Regions from separate parts of the Mus musculus genome. Here regions 1, 2, 3, 4, 6 and 7 are each linked to region 5. A link is a contact called in public Hi-C, Micro-C and targeted proximity ligation data. All regions are on one chromosome and are shown on one strand. The core of a region is the stretch at or near the end of the contact, and the rest is flanking DNA. Distances in the headings are between cores, read along the strand shown.

Region 1 (2,700 bases), core at 25-2,524, 720 kb before region 5:
CCCCCCCCCACTACTCTGAAAGTAGATAGTTTTGTTTGCTCTGTTTTGTGGTTTGGGGTTTTTACATTTTGTTTTGTTTTGAAACAAGGTCTCACCGTGCAGCCCTGAGCTACACAGATCACTACACAGATCAGGCTGGCTTTGAACTCACAGAGATCTGCCCATCTGCCTCATGAGTGCTGAGATTGAAGGCATGCACTACCACGGCTGGTGAGGCAGGTAGTTTCATACTAACTGTGGATTCAACCAACGAGACTTCCTTTGCTGGAGAAGGAATTGGAAATACATAAGTAGAGTGAAGCCTGCACTGTACTGCCATTCCATCACCAAACAGAAAATGTCCATCCAGTAAGTGTTCTCTTGTCAGCCTGGACCCTAGAAATCTGAAGGAGGCCACAGCAGCTACTAGAGTATGAGGTAGAGTTGTGGTGGGGGTGTGGTGGGAGGTAGAGATACCTCCATCAACCTTACATGTAAGTAATAGACGGATTTTCAAATTTAATTTAAAAATTACATTGACCGTATTTGTGTGTGTTTCAGGTGTGTGGACATATGTGCTCATGCCGCAGAGCTTAGATGGAGGTCAGAACTCAGTTCTCGCCTTTTACCATTTGGTCTCAGGAATCAAACCCAGGCCGTCAGGCACTCTGGCAAGTGCCTTGACCAGATGCTGAACTTTCTCCATGGCTCCTCAAAGCATTTTAAAATTCTAAGTGTGTGTACATGCATGAGTACACATATGAACATGTACGCCACAGTGGGCATGTAGCCAGAGGGAGTCTTTTGAGAGTTAGTCTCTCATTTACTTCTACCCTGTGAGTCCCTGGTATTGAACTTCAACTCTCAAGCTTGGCTGCAAACTCCTTTATCCACTGTGGTGCTTTGAATGAAAATGGCCCCCATAGTCCATAGGGAGTGGCTCAATTAGGATGCATGGCCTTGGTGGAGTAGGTGTGGCTTTGTTGGAGTAGGTGTGGCTTTGTTGAAGTAGGTGTGGCCTTGTTGGAGTAGGTGTGGCCTCGTTGGTTGGAGGTTTCCTTCCTGCTTTCAATGTAAAATTTTCCTTCCTTCTCCAGGACTATGTCTGCCTGGGTGCCGCCATGCTTCCTTCTGTGATGATAATGGACTAAACCTCTGAACCTGTAAGCCAGCCTCAGTGAAATCTTTGCTTCTGTAAGAATTTCTGTGGTGCTCGGGAGAGAACCTCTCAGGCCCCTCTCCTAGCCAGGACAGTGCTGGAGAGGGAGAGTCAGTCCCACCAGCTGTCACAGCAAGAAAACTGACCCGACTCCTTACCCGGGCAAAGTGGGAGAGCTGGCCTTGGTGGTGAAGGCACAGGAGAGCTGGCGGGCTGAACAACACAGCTCCCTCCCAGGCCCAGATCGTTTACGTTGGTACACCCCAACATCTACCCCATCTGTGAACTTCTGGATCGCATGACAGTATTGTGGATAGTCCTGGTACTGTTTGTATTTTGATGCTAATTCTGCTTTTCCAGGAGGGGTTGTGGATAAGGAGTGAATCACGGATACAGGTGACTTCTTGAACCTGCTCCCCACCTTGACTTGTAAAATAAAGGCTAGAGCCAGTGATTGGGCAGTGGGAGGGAAGGTGGAGCTGAAAAGTTTGGGGGAGAAGGAGGAGAGGGGAGAGAATGGACAAGGAAGGAAGGAAGGTGGAGGAAGAGGAAAGCACTTCATATTCTGCGTGGCTTTAAATAGCCACAGGTAGCTATGAATACCATAAAGGGATAGAATAATTTGGATAACGCGTTATCCAACCCTTGTAGCCCATCAAAAACCGTCTGTGGCTCATCTCTCTTTGACGCTGAGTGAAGAACCAGGATCTGATGACTTCTTTCCACAGTTTGAGTTCCTCAGCCAAGGCCTGCAGTTTCCTCCTTAGGGTAACGGTCTATCTCGAAGCGCTTTCTTAGCTTCTGGAACTGCAAATAGGTCAACTTAAAGGTTCTTCTATCCTTTAAGTACAGATAATGAATTGTCTTCATCTCAGTTTCTTCCATCATGGCGGCTGCTCACTTGAGTTCCCTCCTTCAGTTTTGGCAAAGCCAATTCTTAAGTCTACTGAGTTGGTTTCTCCAGTTTCTTACTGTCTTGACAGTCTCTCTTACGCTCTCGTTTCCTTGATTGTACATAAAACCTCCTTGTTTCAAGGATGCTCCTCTTTCATAGCAAACTACCCACGTCTTTTCTTTTTCTCTCTTCCTTTTCTTCTTCGAAGTCTGAAGACAATTTTATTAGAGTTTAAAGATAGAAGAGGTTTTTCTGTGATTGTTTTGGTTTGGGTTTTGCTGTTTTGTTTGAGATAGGGACTCAAGATGTAGCACTTCACTGGTTTGGAACCTGGTATACAGACAAGGCTATTTGCAAATTCATAGGATCTGCCTGCCTCTGCTTCCCCATTGTTGGGCCCCACTTTTCTTTTTTTCTTTTCTTCTTTTTTTTTTTTAATCATGAGATATGCTTTTAAATCTGGGTCTATTTTTTTAAATTTTTATTAGGTATTTTCCTCATTTACATTTCCAATGCTATCCCAAATTCCCCATACCCACCCACCCCCACTCCCCTACCCACCCATTCCCACTTTTTGGCACTGATGTTCCCTTGTACTGGGGCATATAAAGTTTGCAAGTCCAGTGGGCCTCTCTTTCCAGTGATGGCCGACTAGGCCATCTTTTGA
Region 2 (2,700 bases), core at 115-2,614, 520 kb before region 5:
GGAGGCCTACAAAAGTCTTTGAATGCTAATGTTCACACTTGCCCTTCATTATTTAGTCAACCTCTCTCAGAAGTGTAGTGTCTTCTGATGTGTGAAAATGCACTCCCAGTCTTTGCTTAAGCACCCTATCTTCTTTGAATATTCCCAGTTTATCTAAATTCTCTTAATAACAAAAGCTCTAAAATACCTTCTTGTGTGCTACTAAGGGAGTGGCAAGGAAGCTAACATTCCCTCGGTGTTTATGAGCACTATTTTACCTGGAGGAAATTGAAGCAGTTTGTTCAAGATCACAGTTAAACAGAAAGACTGCAATTCTCGCGCGTCCCAACCCGTGAGCCCAAGACTCAAGGCTTCAGACTGCAGCACACCGTTGGCAGTGCACCACGAATAACAGCCCGAGACCCTAGCATATCCTTGTAACAACAAATAGTTGATCCCTTCATGGGTCAGATTAGATGTTCTCAGATGTATCTGTTGCCTTATCAACTAAATGTTTTAGTTAACTAGGAAGCTGTCGAGGTAACTTAGAGGCTCTAGGTATATATATATATATTCATATCTCGAGCTGACGCACATTTCACTCTTCCTGTATTTCCATTTAGGCCATCTTGACTAATCAATTTGGTTGTTACAAAGTTGTGCCTCTTATCCTCATGGGAATGATTAGTACTGACATTACGGATACCGGTGAATGTAAGATAATGCGTTTGCTTTGCTTTCTCTCTTAAGTCTTCCATTTTTGGATGGGTCCCCTGAGTGTGGGGGCCGTATCCCGCCCTGGGATCTCCGGATTTTTGGATCGGAGGTGTACAGTCCTGCAAAGCCAGGATCCCTGCGGCTAAAGGCGCCCTTAGCGCAGAAGGCCCACTCGGTCAGGTCCAGCTCCCGCTCCGGCTCTCCGGTCGGGAAACGTGGGTGCGAGGCCTCTGCCCTGGGGCCTCCCGGAAGCGGGTTTCCTCGGCGGGAAGCACGTCCATCAAGCCGACGCGCCCCGGGAGAGGCCGCGTGGCGGGCGCACACCCTGGTGTGAAGTCTCGGGAACGTAGGCTGCATCCCCATTTCTTGCTCACGCCAGCGCGCAGCACGGCTAGCTATTGTTCGTGCGTTTTTGAGACCATGGAGTCTAGGCCTCAGGAGACTGCGAGGTGACCAACGACAACGAGGGCACAGGGCGAGCTGGCCTCGGCGAGCCTGCCCAACCCCGCCCTCCTCCGAGTAACGGCTCTGGAGGCCCCGCCCCCTCCCATATTAGCGCCCCCCAGGCTGTGCGTGGGGCGGAGCCCCGCGTGGATCTCGCGAGATCCGGGTTGGCGCCGTGACCTCCATGTGGGAGCTGCATCTCTATAAGTAAACAGTGCGCGCCGCCGAGCCATGGCTCCTTCCTATTTGTGAGGCGCGGGCTGCGCTCGCACCTCGGGCGGGTTCCGGTTTCCTTCCACCGAGGAGGGGCGGGCGGGCGGTCGCGCGGTCTAAGAGCGTCAGTCCTCGCCCGCACCCGCGTTCGCCGAGTCGCCGCCGCAGAGAACCGGATCCTCCCGGGGAGGCGGCGGGGACCGGGCGGGGCGCGGCGCGGCGGCCCGAGCGCAGGGCCAGACAAAGGGGCTTGGTCCCCTGTCCCCGTGCCGCCGCGATGTGGATCCAGGTCCGCACCATCGACGGCTCCCAGACGCGCACCATCGAGGACGTTTCTCGCAAAGCCACCATCGAGGAGCTGCGCGAGCGGGTCTGGGCGCTCTTCGATGTAAGGCCCGAGTGCCAGCGCCTGTTCTACCGGGGCAAGCAGGTGAGGCGCCCCGCGGGGAGCCCGGGCGCGAGCAGCCGGCGCCCCGGGACGAGGCTGGGTGTCCAGGGCTGCGCCCCGCTGTGCTCGGGATGGGCCGCTGGCGGGGCGCGGGATGCGGGGCCTGGAGCTCGGGCCTGCGGCTGCCCCCCCCCTCCCCCCAAGCGCGCCTAGCGGGTCGGAAGGTGCGGGACGCGGTGTTGTCGCTGGCAGCGGCCACGGACATAGCCTCCGAGGGTCCTGGGGGATCCTCTTCCCGCCTTTGGGGGGGGGGGGGATCGGAGCCTGGAAAGGCAACAGGCTCCGGCAGCCATGCCGGGGCGCGGGAGGGACGAGCTGGCTTTATTCGCAGCGCCGTCTCCGACTCCTCTAAGGACTTGCTTCTTTTCCGTGCCCCCGGCTCCTAGATGCGACGTGGAAAGGGAAGCACCTTATCCCTGTTTCCTCACTAGAAGGATTTGAACACTGAACATCGGAACGGTGGTAGAATGCGTGCCCCTCCTTCCTTGTCGTCAGTCTCAGACTGGGGATTTGTTCTGTAAAAGATCAGAGACCTCTAATTTAAGGAACGATGTTTGTAACCTGAAGTCGGGTTTAAGTCTGTTGAATATACGGACAGATTATTTCCCCATAAACTTTACCTCTCATCTTTGTGTGTCCCCTAAGTTCGGGCTTTCAACTCAAACCTTTCAGCATAATCAGCAGTAATTCAAAAAAAGCCAGAAAGTTGTGTTGGGCCACAAGGGTGCTTGTGGGCATCTCCGTTAATTTTAAGTAAGGCTCTGCCTGATGAGGCTAAGACGTTTCCTATCCAGTAAGTCTCAGAGTCTTATGATTAGACACCCAGACCCACATTGTTTTTCTTGCCTTTGTCTTTAGTCCACTAAAAAAGTTGGCATCCTGCAGTCAGTTGACCACAG
Region 3 (2,700 bases), core at 124-2,623, 570 kb before region 5:
CCACACCTCCCAATCCTTCCCACACAGTTCCACTAACTGTAGACCAAGCATTCAAACCTAAGAGTCTATGGCGGTCATTCTCATCCAAACCACCAAACCTCCTTTTCCCCTCCCCTTCCCCATTTAATCCTCACACTCCAGCTCCTATCCTGTCTTTTCACAACTTTTTCCTTCCTTGAAAGATCCTCTTCTCCCCCACCCCCACCAGTTCCTTAGTAAATATCTAACTTCTGTGCTACTGTACACCCTAGCATGCATATCAAAGGCTGCCAAGCCTACATCCACATATAAGAGAAAACCTGCAGCATGTGTCTCTTTAGGTCTCAGTTCACCTCACTCAGGATGATTCTTTTTCCACAACTCCATCTGGCCACCTGCAAATTTCGTAATTTTTTTTTAAACAGCTGAGTAATATTCCGTTTTGTAAATGGACCACATGTTCATTATCCATCACTCATCCCAACCTCCGTATGTCATCAGTTGACGGGCATCTAGGTTGTTTCCTGTTTCTGGCTAAACTAGCAAAAACACATGGATGGACAAGCATCTCTGTAGCAGGATGTAGAGTCCTTTGGGTATATGCCCGAGTAGATCTATTCCCAGCTTTCCAAGGGCCTGCCACGCTGATCACCACAGGGCTGTACAAGTTTGTGCTCCCACCACCAAGTGTTCCCCCTTCCTCACACCTCTCCAGCATGAGCTGTCGTTTGTGTTATTGATCTTAGCCATTCTGACAGGTTGGAGATGGAATCTCAGAGTTCTTTGCATTTGCATTTCCCTGACTACGGATTTGAACATTGCTTTAAGTGTCTCTCTGCTATGCATGTTTCATCTTTTGAGAACTCTCTGATTAATTCCGTATCCCATTTTTCAAATTGTGTATTTTACAAATCTGATTACTTCTTTTGAAAATGACCAAGTTACGATAATTGTATTTAGCCATCTATTTAGATCTACTCCACTAAAAGCAACTACCACATAATAGTTTCTCCAGGGTGGGAATAACTGGAATACCAGTTTGGATAGTTACAGGCCAGGGGTGCAGATACAGATTATAAATACGGATTTATCTCAGATAAACTGGAGTGACTCAGTATGAGAAGAGTTTACACTGCCACCCAGTGGAGTGTTTAGGGAAAAGACATGTGCCCTTCAATATATTTTAACTAAGCAATCTAGTCAATAGAAATAGATCCCTCTATTCAACCAAGACAAAACAAAACAAAACTGGCCAGGATCTATAAAACACTTTGCTATATAGTGGATCATAGTGGATATACCATTGAATTAAAAGTCTAATGTCTGAGTGCTAGCTTTGAGGTGCCCTGTTCCTAGCCACATGATTTTGAGATGAGTCCTTCCTGTTCCTGCTCTTAGCTTGTGAACATTTGTGAAGTGAAACAGCTACATCACGTTAGTGTTTCTGAAGCAACAGGCTTAGCACACTAATCCTAGTGCCATGGGTTGTTTTTAGACTTTGAAATATCTGATTATAACAACAAAATCGGTATATTACAAGTTCTGATGAAACCTTTGCTTCGGTAAAATGTATGTATGAGTGTGCATGTGTGCTTCTTGGGACCCCATGTAAATGTGCTCATTTCCATAGGATCTATAGAAATAAGGGAGTAAACAAATGCTCTCAGGCTACAGTTCTACAATCCCAGGATTGTGTGAAATGTGAGTGATGCCAATTTGCATTTGCCAGATTTACAGAGAGACGGCTGGCAGACCGTTTGCTGATGGGTGGATGCTATCTTTTACTTTTCTCTTCTAAAACGAAAAAGGCTGCAGTTGAACAGATGGTAATATTTGCCTGTTTTCTTTTACTTGTCCAGAGGTGATTGCCCATCTGGAAATTCAATGTTTCTCAAAACAGTGTGTAGGGCTGTAGGGGGAGGTGCTGATACTGAAGTCTGGCTCCCTAATTGGTTCTTGATTTGGTCAATAAAGGAGGCCAGGAGCCAGTTGCTGGCAGAAGGGACAGGAGGGACTTCCGGGTCCCTGGAGGAAAAAGAGACACAGGGAAAGAGAAGGGCTTTACAGCTAGGCCTTGGACGGAGAAGAATGAAACAGTCATGTAGTAACTCCAGGAAGTTAGAACCAGCGGCCGCTGCAGGTAGCCAAGGAAGTCAGCAGAGGCAAGCTGGTACAGGCGAGCTGAAAAGTTTAAGGCAGGAGATTCTGTGCCTAGCAATTTGTGCTAGCTGACAATTTCTAAAATAATAAAGTTATCTGAGTGTTTTTCATCCTTGGAGCAAAGGTGTGGAGAGAGAGATAAAGAGAGAGAAGGAGGGGGGGAGGGAGGGAGAGAGAGAGAGAGAGAGAGAGAGGGAGAGAGAGAGAGAGAGGAAGAGAGAGAGAGAGAGAGAATGGGATGGTTATGGCAGCTTGGTGAAGTGAAGCTGAGAGGAGCCAGAGAGCGTGGGCAACAGTTTCAGGCCTGTAATCCCAGGCAAAATTATAAACCGAGAGGAACAAAAGAGATGCCGAGAGTGATCCAGTGATGGGAGTGGGCCTTGTGTCACCCTATCTCAGAGCTAAGCAAGGAGGAGCCAGAGCGCCTGCCACCGTTCTGGGCAAAGGCAGGGACGTGTTTTTATTATTACCCAAAACACAGGGCCAACTCAATCAGACGCACCTGGAATGCCCCTTAAAGTGCATTCTTCAACCTCCCCCACTGCTAGGACTAACAAATCG
Region 4 (2,700 bases), core at 4-2,503, 900 kb before region 5:
ACCTTATCTCGAAAAATAAACAAGTAAATAAATAGAATAAAAAAAATAAAAAATGGGGCTGGTGAGATGGCTCAGTGGGTAAGAGCACCCGACTGCTCTTCTGAAGGTCCTGAGTTCAAGTCCCAGCAACCACATGGTGGCTCACAACCATCCTTAAGGAGATCTGACTGGTGTGTCTGAAGACAGCTGCAGTGTACTTACATATAATAAATAAATAAATATTTAAAAAAAATAAAAAATAAAATAAAATAAAAAATGTTGAACCCTATACAATCCGTAGTACAGAAGAGCCATAGACCATCTGCGACCTTCAGAAATTACAGGCATAATTCTGTCTGGATGTACTCTGAGTCTCCTTCCACAGCTTTCAGATATGAGGGCTGTGGTGCTTAGAAAGGTTAGCACGCACTACATTACTCCTCTCCCACACCATCCCAGAAAGACTTGGTAATGCAGCCCTGGCACAAAAACCTCACTCTCCATCTCATTTTAAATGCAGAGAACTAACCAAAGTAAAAAGTGGAAGTTGCTCGAGAAAGAGAGGAGAATGATGAAGCGTGTGAACAACCAATCATCTGCAGGAGGAAGAGAGTGGATGAGAAAGCAGACTCAATCGATCTGGCCACCCCAAGAAAGCGAAAGAGGGAGCCGAGGAAGCCCGGAGTACCCGCAATTCAGACCCCCGGAGGACGCGCAGGATCATCCCACTTCCCACCGAGGTGCGCCCAAGGACCCCGGGACTCTGCATACAGCAGCGCCGGCCTCCTCCGCCTGGGGCACAGTGGCGCCGGGCTCACCCGCGCGGGACTCACCCACCAGGCGCTCCCCCACCCCGGGGCCGCAGAGGACTCGCGGCCGGGCCGATCGGCCGTACCTGGCTTGGCGCGCGTCGAACTCGCCCTGGAGCCCCGAGGTCCGGCTCAGCACCAGCCGCTGCAGCGAGAGCTGCACGAGCGCCCGCAGCGCGAGCAGGTAGAGTGCGAGCGCCAGCGCCGTGCGCGCCTCGGACAGCGCGGTCTTCGCAACCCGGCTCCCGCCGCCGTTCTCCGTCTTCCCCCACATCCTCCCGACGCCCTTCGCATCCTCCTGCGCTGAGGCCTCTCTCTGCCGGTGCGACGCGGCCGCCTCTCCCTCCCGACGCTCCGCGGTGCCGCGGTGCCGCCGCACAGCCGCTGACTCCGAGCTCCACTCCATGGCGGCAACTGCCACCACCAACCGCCCCAGCCTGCGACAGTCCGGGCCACCGCGGCCTCCGCAGCGCCTCCTAGTGAGCGGACGGAAACTGCAGAGGGCCAAATTTCTTCTGATTGGCTGGTCCGCCTCGCTGTTCCCTGGTGCCTGAGTCTGAGATCTTTGGTGGCACAGGCTGACACCCAGCCTGGTGCCAGCAGACTGTCAAAGGGAAAAACACCCATAAACCTAGAAATGAGCAGCCCTAAGCAAGAGAGAAGTGCAAGGCCGCTTTAACAGAATACACGAGGCATTTATCCTGCGCTGGGCTGATGAATACTGGGAAAAGGAGGATTCTGCCTACCAAATCAATAAGTAAGACTTCACAACCAGGACTGGACAAAGGTGTAATCCTGGCACTAGGAAGGATGGCCACAGGAGGATCCCTATTTTGTGCCTAGAGTGGAATACATAACAAAGATCCTGTCTTTTAAAAAAAATTTTTTTGGAAAAAAAAAAAAAAGCATTTGTAATCCCAGCACTCAGGATTTACACAAATTAGAGGCCTGCCTGGTCTACGTAGAGAGTTCCAGGCCAACCAGGGCTACAAAGGTGAGCAGCTAGAGGAGGCAGGGAAGGAAGTAGGGAGACACAGAACCCCAATTACCAGGGCTAGTGCTGTTTTCATTTAACAGATAACAATACCTATAATTTAATGAATAGCTGCTGAGTCAAGCAGTGTGCTAAGTACAGACTTTGAAAAGAAAATATTTTCATTCCTATTTAATATTGAAGAACATAAAGACAGCAAATGAAGGACAAATGGGATCCCAAGACAGCCTTCTGCTCTGTTCCGCGGACACACAGGGCACTCTAAAAACAAAGGTTCCGAAGAAATATTCTTTTTTATTAGATATTTCATTTTTTATTAGATATTTTCCTCATTTACATTTCAAATGCTATCCCGAAAGTCCCCTATACCCTCCTCCTGCCCTGTTCCACAACCCACTCACTCCTGCTTCGTGGCCCTGACATTCCCCTGTACTGGGGCATATGATCTTTGCAAGACCAACGGCCTCTCCTCCCAATGATGGCCAACTAGGCCATCCTCTGCTACATCTGCAACTAAAGACACAGTTCTGGGGTGTACTGGTTAGTTCATATTGTTGATCCTTCTATAGGGTTGCAGACCCCTTCAGCTCCTTGGGTACTTTCTCTAGCTCCCGAAGAGATATTCTTGAACTAACAAGATGGATCAGAAGATAAATGTGTCCATCCCTGATTTCCCCCAAGGCCTGACAACCTTTCATTTCCCTACTAGGCCCATGGTGGAAGGAGAACACCAGCTCCCACAAGGTGTCTACTGACCTAAGCACACACGAGTGTTCAAATACAAACACACAATTCATACAAACACACTTGCAAACACATCATATAAACACAATTGTGCTGGCTAGTCTTCTATCAACTTGACACACAAGCTAGAGTTATCTGAAAGGAAGGAACCTCAATTGAGAAAGTGATAACATA
Region 5 (2,700 bases), core at 191-2,690:
TAGCTGCGCAATGCAGTTCCGGCTGCCTGGAAGACTGCGATCTCACCCGCTAGTTACTTTACTGTATAATTTTGATATTACGGAGATTTTAGTGAGTTGACTCTGGAATGCTGCTGTAACCTAGGAAGTTAGCCACCCCTCAAGTTTATTTCTGGAGACTTCTTTGAGACATTAACATTTTGTGGATCTGTGGTTGTGTGTGTGTGTGTGTGGGGGCAGTACTTCTTTGAAGGTAGTTGAGGGTGGAGGGAAAGGGGAGAAGGGATGGAGAGCTAGGGGTGTAAGCGGTACAGAGATCTCTTTTAAAAGCTGGCCAGCAGAGATTAATCATTCTAGCTCCCCGTTGACAACAGTTGTAATAGCCTTAGAGGAAAGAGAGACTGGCAAAGCCACGCAGAGTCCACCTTAAGAAAAAAACGTCTGGCTCCCCTTTCAGAACGACCTCTCCCCCTTTCTCAAGTGCCCCAAGGCTCCCTGAAGATAATTGTTTGATGGAAGGGTCCACTTTCAGGTCTTGTTGTTAGATCACAGAGGGAGGCAAGGAAAGATAAACTTTCAAGTGCTCAAACACAAGCCAGTGACGATGTGTCAGGAGAACCCTTGCATGAGCACGCGTTTGCAGGTGGCGCCACCTTAGCTTTGACAGAACCAGAGCATTTCATTTGATTCCTGGGTCCTCAAAGGCAAGGTGGTTCTAATTTAAAAAGGAGTCCAAGACTCACCATTTTTGCAGTAGTTCCCGGGGCAGCACATAGCGTGCCTCATGCAGCGCTTCCTGCGCTTTCGGCAAGCCAGACAGATCTGTACACCTCCGACGCCGGCTGCCCCGCGGCTGGGGCTGGAGCAGTACTCGTCAGAGCCGCACTCCTCATCTTCAGCGCAAGGGTAGGGCTGTGGGAAGGGAGCGGACTGGTGAGCAACTCAAGCATCCTGGTACCCACACCTTCAAGGTCCCCATCTGCCTCTTCAAAAGCCCCTTAAGCGCGCTGCTCTTAATGCAGTGATTCCAAACACACCCCAAATCTCACACACCTAGATCTTTCTGAGACCCCCGTCGGGATCACAGCACCCCTCTTACCTGGTAGTTGTCAAGAGTCTGGTACTTGTTCCCGCCCTCATAGAGAACTCCCGGCGCCACACTGACAGCAGAGCCCGGCTGCCCCCCAGCACCACCCAGCGGTGGGGGCAGGTTCTTGATCGCGTTGGAATTGATGAGAACTGAGTTCAAGGTGGCACTGGCTCCTAGCAGAGGGAGGCTGCAGAGAGCCATCATTGTAAACACGGCCAAGAACCGGACAGCTGCCGCTGCACACACAACCATCATCTCCGAAGGACGCAAACAGGCAAAGGTCAGGAAAAGAGAGGTCACTTTGCACGGCGGCTGGCTGCAGAGTCTGGACTGCGGAACCTCAACTTCGGGACCTCCGCTGGTGGAGTCTCTGGCTGCCAGGCGCACAGCTCTGCACCGCCACCGCCACCTCTGGCTGCCTTTATACTCAGGCTCCCAGCCCTCCCAGCTCCTCAGGGAAGACAACAAAGCCGGGATGGGATTTCAAAGCTTTGGGAGGAGCTGGGAGGGGGAGTGTTTGTGTGTCGGAAGCAGGGAGGACTTTGACACTCTCCCCTCGCCCCTCCCTTGCACTGTGGTCCCCTTGTCCAGCTCACCTTAGAGTGTGGGTCACTAGAGCACTAGAGCATTAGAGCCTAGCCCAAACTTATAAATAAATAAATAAATAAATAAATAAATGGCGGGAGGGTGCACTCTGTGAGCTTGAGTGTTCTGCTGTGGGGCTGGGTTAGTTCTGTCTGAAATCCTTGTCAGAGTTAAAAGTGATAGAATATACAAAACCACGTTTCTTCTCTTCCCCATATGAGTACCCTCGCTTTCTGCGCACGCAAATAATATTCAGTATTAAATACAATGCGAGCAGCCATTCATCAAAGGTTTTGTGAAAAGCCCAGGTGGCTCCTATAGTTGCTGATTAACCCTTTAGCGTTGCGATTTGCAAATGAGGTTCTTGTCTTTTAAGTTTGTCTAGTTGCTTCCCCACTTCCCACTCCCTCCCTCCCCCCACCCAACCCTACACACACCAGGAGAAAAAAAAATGTGCAAAGACAAGAAAATTTGCACATCAAATGAGGATGCCAAGGGAAGAACTAATTCGCTTTTGATGGTGAGTTTGGGGGGGTTGGGGGTGGAGGCGAGAGACTGCCGTTTGGAAATTAAATCAGGGATGGAGGGGAGAGGGAAATAGGCACCCGATAATCAAACTATTTAATGTGGTTCTTTGAATCTGGTCAATCCCAGCAGTAGATGAACTTGATTAAGCAGACACATGAGATCAAAGTGGCTCTGAGCCAGAGCGGACAGGGTCCCTGAGCCTGGTCAGTCCTCTTTCCCTGGTTCCCTGTTCCCAGCGGTGGGTTAATAGAAGAAGATAAGAAACCCGAAGGCTTAGCTCCCGGCTTTCTCATTAGTGTTTCATATCGCTGAGCAGGAGAGGGCTTGCTTTTGATCCCAAATCAAACCTCGTCCAGGACAGGACAGGACAGGAGGAATAACCCTCTAGGGAGATAACAGAGGACCTCCTGGAAAAGAAGTGCTGAACCTAAATCAGAGAATGAATTTGAAGGGGTTTCGCCCAGTGTGTAAAATAAGAAACAACATGGACATAAGAATGCCGTGCTTATAAATTAGCG
Region 6 (2,700 bases), core at 194-2,693, 850 kb before region 5:
AGAAGCTGGTGTGGGACTTGATTTCCTGTCTCAGCTTCCCAAGTGCTAGTAGCGTAGGTGTGTGCCACCACGCTCTGCTCACAAAATACTTTTTTTTTAAGTGTAACTTTATTCCAACAATATCTGAGACTTTTTAAAAAAATGTTTTGAGACCTTTTAAAATAAAATTTTATTTAAAATTTGAGAATTTCACACCATGTATTTTTTTTTTGTCACATCCCTTCTCTACTTTCAAGAGCTTACCCTCTTTAGTCTCTACCCACCCAACTTGGAGTTCTCCTCCTCATCTTTCTCCTCCTCCTCATCTATCTCCTCCTCCTCATCTTCCCCCTCCTCCTCATCTTCCCCCTCCTCCTCATCTTCCCCCTCCTCCTCATCTTCCCCCTACTCCTTATCTTCCCCTCCTCCTTATCTTTCCCTTCCTCCTTATCTTCCCCTTTCTCCCCTCCTCCTCATCTTCCCCCTCCTCCTCATCTTCCCCCTCCTCCTCATCTTCCCCCTCCTCCTCACCTTCCCCCTCCTCCTTATCTTCCCCCTACTCCTTATCTTCCCCCTCCTCCTTCTCTTTCCCTTCCTCCTTATCTTCCCCTTCCTCCCCTCCTCCTCATCTTCCCCCTCCTCCTCATCTTCCCCCTCCTCTTCATCTTCCCCCTCCTCCTCACTTTCCTCCTCTTCCATCCTCCTCTTTCTCTTCTCCTTCACTCCTGAAGTACAGTTTGTGTTGCCAAACTACTCTCAGGAGTGGGGCCTGTCCTGGAATGTGGTCACACCACCAAAGAAAACTCACTCTCTCTTCTAGCATCTATCAAACAGCTCCACGGCTGGGGGAGGGGCTGTGTCTTTTTTGATTTTAAGTAGGTCTTGAGCATGCTGTCCCAACTGCTGTGAGTTTCTATGTGCAACCGCCCTGCTGTGTCTCCTTGAAGGCAGCCACCCCCTTTGACTACTACAACCTCCTCTTCCTGAAAGAGCCCAGAGCCTGGCATGGGGGAGGTGTGATATGTGACATGTGACACTCAAGTTGCACTTAGAGCTGAGCATTCCACAGCCAGAGGAATTTTTCTAGTAGAAGTATTACATTAGACACATGATAAAAATACTTGTTTATCTGAAATGTAAGTTTAACTGGATATCCTGTAATTTACCTGGCAACTTAAAGAGGAATGGCTTGCCTGGGGCAAAGTGTTGGTTTTGGGGAAAGCACAAGCCATCAAGGGCTCTGTTCTTTTCCTTCCTTCCTTCCTTCCTTCCTTCCTTTTTTTTTTTTAAAGGGTAGAATGAAGTTGGTTTCTTTCATGCCAAATAAGCAATCACAGACACCCATTAGGAATCCAAAACTCATGACTATCATGAGACTCAAGATCAAGTACGGAAAAAAAAATAATTTTTTTTTTTAAGATTAACAGCCAGAGAAGCCGTCTTCACATACAGAGCCAGACAGCAGGGAGAAGTGTTCCTCGGGGAAGGTAAGAACACCGACTTCTTGTTAACTGTACACTGTCCTGTTTTTCCAGAACAAGGCTTGGTCTCACCTTTGGAGTCTCTTAGACTCTTCCTCATTCCTCCAAGATTGCCAAGAATATCAACGTGTGGGGTGATGGTGGCAGGAACCCCTGTGCACTCCATTTAGTCTGTCACCCAAAGGGACTTCCGTTGGCTTCACTGGGGTGAGGTCCACTTATCCTGTAACTGTTTGCAGATTCTCTGAGCTTGAGGTAGACACCCACAGAGACAATTAATGCAGAGTTAATTGAGTCTCTTGTCTGCCAACGTAGGGCTCACCTTACACTCCCCATCGGAGGTGATCTCTGAGTTCAAGTGTAGTTTCCTTCTTACACCTGGGAAGGGCAAATTACATGCAAAATGTCCCTGTGGAAAGGAGTCACCTTCTGGGCTCAAGGAAATCCTGATTTTGCCCTCCCATTATCCATGTTCTTCAAATTGGAGCTAATTAATGAAATTCCGTGGGGGTTGACCCTTAACATTTATAATAGCAGTAATTTTTTTAAAAAGGCAAAAACCTGACCATAATGACAAGAGATGAAGCTTCTGTTATTGTCTTTTATTGAGCTCACAGTAGTTATGGTCACTGTAGTCCATGAGATTCTTGTTATTATTCATTTATCCACATTTTGGGTGTTTGGTTTGCGTATAGTGGCACATACCTTTAATTAATTCCAGGACTTGGAAAGCAGGGGCACACAGATCTATACAAATTTAAGGCCAGCCTAGTCTACATATTTCATTCTAAGACAGCCAGAGCAGTGCAGTGAAACTCTGTCTATAAAAATAGCTTTTAATTCCTTGCCGTGAGACCCGGATAGACAGAAACAGAAACTGAATTGGAGGGGGAAGAAGCTACTAGACGAAAGGAGGCCCCGGTATCCTCAGTCTGTCTTGGGTGATGTGTACTTGGCCAACAAGAACAGGGTCCCTTGTGCAAAAGTGGCTTTGGAAGATGTGGTCTATACATCTGGCCAGGCTTGGGCTGGGATGCTCTGGGAGACACTTCTCATTAAACACTGCAAACTTCTGCTCTCCCAGAGATTGATAACAGTGGTAATTTGGGGAAAAATAAGGCATATATTTTTGGCCTCTCTCTCTCTCTCTCTCTCTCTCTCTCTCTCTCTCTCTCTCTCTCTCTCTCTCTTTCTCTTTCTCTGTGTGTGATTGATAACAGTGGTAATTTTGGAAAAAAAT
Region 7 (2,700 bases), core at 100-2,599, 740 kb before region 5:
GAAACTAGGTGCAAAATCTGTAGCCATCTGTCCAAGTGTAGTACAGGCAGCAGCCCTTACCCTTGGATGAGGATCCTGAAGAAAAAGTAAAACCGAGTTAACTGTTTCATCTAGAATTGGTTCCATTTGCTGATGGCAACCTTCTCCAATGGCTGATAAGGCCATTAATCCGGCGTGTCGACATTTCCAGTCAGGGCTCTGAAGCATCTGCATGATATGCTCCTTGGTCATTGGCAAAACAACTTTCCCACCAAGTCCACAAGCCAGTCTGTCTAGGGCACTCTCAGCAGCAACCGCATTGCTGTCAAAGTCATCTTCTTCCATTTCATCAGCATTTACCCAGTCATCATCATCTTGAAGATCAACCATCATTGCTAATATATGAGGCACAGCCTGTGCAATAATATTCGTATGCTTTTTCAACATTGGAGTTGCAGTTTCAGATAAGGTGACTATTACTTCCAGAGCCAGCTGGCGTTGCAGGTTACTAAGCCTAGAGTCTCCACACAACTTCAGGCTCAACTGCAGAGTATCTTCTAGATAGGGACCCAAGTACTTAGGTACAGTATCTGCAATCTCAACAAGGGATTCTAGCACAGAATCATCATCCTGGTAGCAGGAATCATTCACAGCCTGTAAGATCCCAGGAAGCAAATCCGCAAAGTCTTTGAAAAGAGCAATATTGTTTTCATTAGCAAGGACGAACGTAGCTGCAGCTCTAGCAGATAATGTCCTGATTGCTGGATGCTCCTGATCTTGAATACACTGGTCCAACAACCTCTTGATGATATCCAAATCGTGACGATCCTGGTTCCCAAAAATCCCAGGAAAGTGCCAGAAAACGTGAAGTGCAACTTCCCACAGAACCACATTTTTAGAGTGAATCGAATCAATGAGGAATTTCAGACCTTCTGGCCAATGGTTAGTGCCACTCTCATCTATCAAATTCCTGGCCAGCACCGCAAAAATATCACAAAGCTTTTTCCTCATGCTAGCATGTGTTTCTAACTTAACGGCCAGTATCAGTTCAATCTTGACATCCCTCTGCACTTCAGGAGGTAGATTTGGATAGACCTCCTCAAACCCTGAGGACAAAAGCCGTCGTAGCAGTGCGGCAGCCATTTGTCTCACCTCATAACCTGCTCTTCTATTTCGGACGGCGTCTAAGAGAAATGTAGTCTTACACAGACCTGGGATATTCTCATAGACCTCCTCGGCTTGCCTCCGCACCATGCAGCTTGGATTGATCAGGTTCTTCAGAAGCTGGTAAAACTCCTGCTTTTCCGACACGGTCGCCGGCAACCCTGCAGACCCGGCCGCCGCCATCGCGTCCTGTCAAAGCTACCGCGACCGGGAAGGAGGGAGGGAGTCTGCGGCTGGGAGCGGTGACGTCAGTGAGGCGACGCCGGGGATGGGCGGGGCGCTGCTCCCACTCTCCGCTGCGGCGGGGTGAAGCTGGCAGGCGGGGGTCTGGGTTTTACAGGGTGGACGGAGCTGAGTGCGTTTTAGGGGTATCGTCCTGTTCTCCGACCGATGTGCTCCTGTAGAGGCTGGAAGGAGATGGGGAGAAATTCGCTCCGCAAGTCTACATACTGTATGATGCCGTTATTGTTTGTAAAAGACCTCGAATAAGCACCTCTAGACGAACTTTAATTAGCACCTGCTATGGAGTGAGGGAGGAGGGAAGAATGGAGTATAACTGCTGTCCGGGGATTTCTTTTTGAGGGTTGGTAAAAATGTTCTGCAGTTGATAGTGATGATGGTTCCCCCAATGTCATGCCGTTCTACTAAGAACTACCGAATTATACAATTTAAATTGTTAACTGGGTATAGTGAGTAAAACCATAATAAAACTACTTGCAAAATAAACTCAATCAAAGGTTAATGATTTCCTCCCCGTTGCCACACCCAAAGAAGTAGAACCCGAGATGTTCAAACTCGGGCGTACATCCCAATCTCTTGTCCTGTGGATTCTAACAGAGTGGGAAAGACAAATGAGTAAGGTGGGAGGTGATCTGGAGTAATGATAATGAAGCTTCTTGAATCCTGGTCTTCTATATACATTACTTTTGTATTTTTGTTACTCAAGATTTTCCTTATGTGTTTCTAAACTGTAATATGACAGTTCAGTTATTAGAATCCTAATTACCCATGAATAGGAAGCTGCAAAGATTACCCTAAGAACAAATTCCCCAAGGCTATGTATTTTTAATGTAGGCAGATGAGTTATTTAAAACCATAATTATAAGGTGTAACAGTCTGAGATCAGATCTTCCTCTCTGCCAGCCATTGTCACACTCATTTCAGCCCTAGGTAATTCTGTAAGGCTGATAAAGGCAGACAAAGCACTACTTTAAACCAAGAAATGAAGAGCCAGAGAGGCTGAGGCTCACAGCAGATGAGTCTAAATTCTACCTAGTCTTAAGGCAGTGGCACCTTTTGTCACCACAGAACATCCCCTATAGCCGCTGTTGCTTTTGCAACGTCATCAGAGACCTTCATTTATTGTGTTCTGTCTTAAACTTTGCCAAGAAATCTGAATTTCAGTCTTGTGAAATTCTGCTGCATATACACACAAAATGGAGAAAGTCTAGTTTCACATTAACAAGTTGACTGACCAAATAGGTGGTCTCATAAATTAATTTGTAATATGAAACTAGTCTCTGAACAGTGTTTCTCATTTGGTGAACCATTTCAAGG

The links. A called contact is a pair of places that touch in the nucleus more often than the background predicts.
Region 1: a contact with region 5 is called in a targeted proximity ligation map of embryonic stem cells, with 6 times the contacts expected there. A contact is called at or near these places in 12 of 39 promoter capture datasets (the 3T3-L1 cell line, 3T3-L1-derived adipocytes, the C10 cell line and 8 more), 19 of 484 Hi-C or Micro-C datasets (B cells, the Ba/F3 cell line, the N1E-115 cell line and 9 more), 3 of 130 datasets of targeted methods (astrocytes and embryonic stem cells) and 1 of 9 other capture datasets (embryonic stem cells).
Region 2: a contact with region 5 is called in a targeted proximity ligation map of embryonic stem cells, with 4 times the contacts expected there. A contact is called at or near these places in 2 of 39 promoter capture datasets (embryonic stem cells and stem cell-derived epiblast-like cells), 2 of 484 Hi-C or Micro-C datasets (both in embryonic stem cells) and 2 of 130 datasets of targeted methods (embryonic stem cells and forebrain).
Region 3: a Hi-C map of the N1E-115 cell line shows a contact between it and region 5, with 16 times the contacts expected there. A contact is called at or near these places in 3 of 39 promoter capture datasets (the 3T3-L1 cell line and stem cell-derived epiblast-like cells), 2 of 484 Hi-C or Micro-C datasets (the N1E-115 cell line and cortical neurons), 1 of 130 datasets of targeted methods (embryonic stem cells) and 1 of 9 other capture datasets (embryonic stem cells).
Region 4: a contact with region 5 is called in a targeted proximity ligation map of embryonic midbrain, with 8 times the contacts expected there. A contact is called at or near these places in 3 of 39 promoter capture datasets (frontonasal cranial neural crest, hippocampal neurons and liver) and 1 of 130 datasets of targeted methods (embryonic midbrain).
Region 6: a targeted proximity ligation map of embryonic stem cells shows a contact between it and region 5, with 10 times the contacts expected there. A contact is called at or near these places in 3 of 39 promoter capture datasets (the 3T3-L1 cell line and hippocampal neurons) and 1 of 130 datasets of targeted methods (embryonic stem cells).
Region 7: a contact with region 5 is called in a Micro-C map of embryonic stem cells, with 2.6 times the contacts expected there. A contact is called at or near these places in 14 of 39 promoter capture datasets (the 3T3-L1 cell line, 3T3-L1-derived adipocytes, HPC-7-derived erythroid cells and 7 more), 19 of 484 Hi-C or Micro-C datasets (the 3T3-L1 cell line, B cells, the Ba/F3 cell line and 10 more), 8 of 130 datasets of targeted methods (astrocytes, bone marrow-derived macrophages, embryonic forebrain and 3 more) and 1 of 9 other capture datasets (embryonic stem cells).

What each region holds. Positions count from the first base shown.
Region 1 is chr19:29,830,152-29,832,851 of GRCm38.p6, forward strand. No RefSeq gene overlaps it. Among named protein-coding and RNA genes, the nearest start is that of Ranbp6, 19 kb to the left of the region's middle.
Region 2 is chr19:30,029,149-30,031,848 of GRCm38.p6, forward strand. Uhrf2 (ubiquitin-like, containing PHD and RING finger domains 2) reads left to right here and starts at 1,365. Exons shown (of 16, transcript NM_144873.2): 1 at 1,365-1,783. The coding sequence starts at 1,631.
Region 3 is chr19:29,977,943-29,980,642 of GRCm38.p6, forward strand. No RefSeq gene overlaps it. Among named protein-coding and RNA genes, the nearest start is that of Gm26046, 6.8 kb to the right of the region's middle.
Region 4 is chr19:29,647,162-29,649,861 of GRCm38.p6, forward strand. It overlaps Ermp1 (endoplasmic reticulum metallopeptidase 1), which reads right to left and starts at 1,254. Exons shown (of 15, transcript NM_001081213.2): 1 at 875-1,254. The coding sequence starts at 1,194.
Region 5 is chr19:30,548,056-30,550,755 of GRCm38.p6, forward strand. Dkk1 (dickkopf WNT signaling pathway inhibitor 1) reads right to left here and starts at 1,441. Exons shown (of 4, transcript NM_010051.3): 1 at 1,079-1,441; 2 at 723-891. The coding sequence starts at 1,324.
Region 6 is chr19:29,696,498-29,699,197 of GRCm38.p6, forward strand. Mlana (melan-A) reads left to right here and starts at 1,444. Exons shown (of 5, transcript NM_029993.1): 1 at 1,444-1,466.
Region 7 is chr19:29,811,625-29,814,324 of GRCm38.p6, forward strand. It overlaps Ranbp6 (RAN binding protein 6), which reads right to left and starts at 1,350. Exons shown (of 1, transcript NM_177721.4): 1 at 1-1,350. The coding sequence starts at 1,326.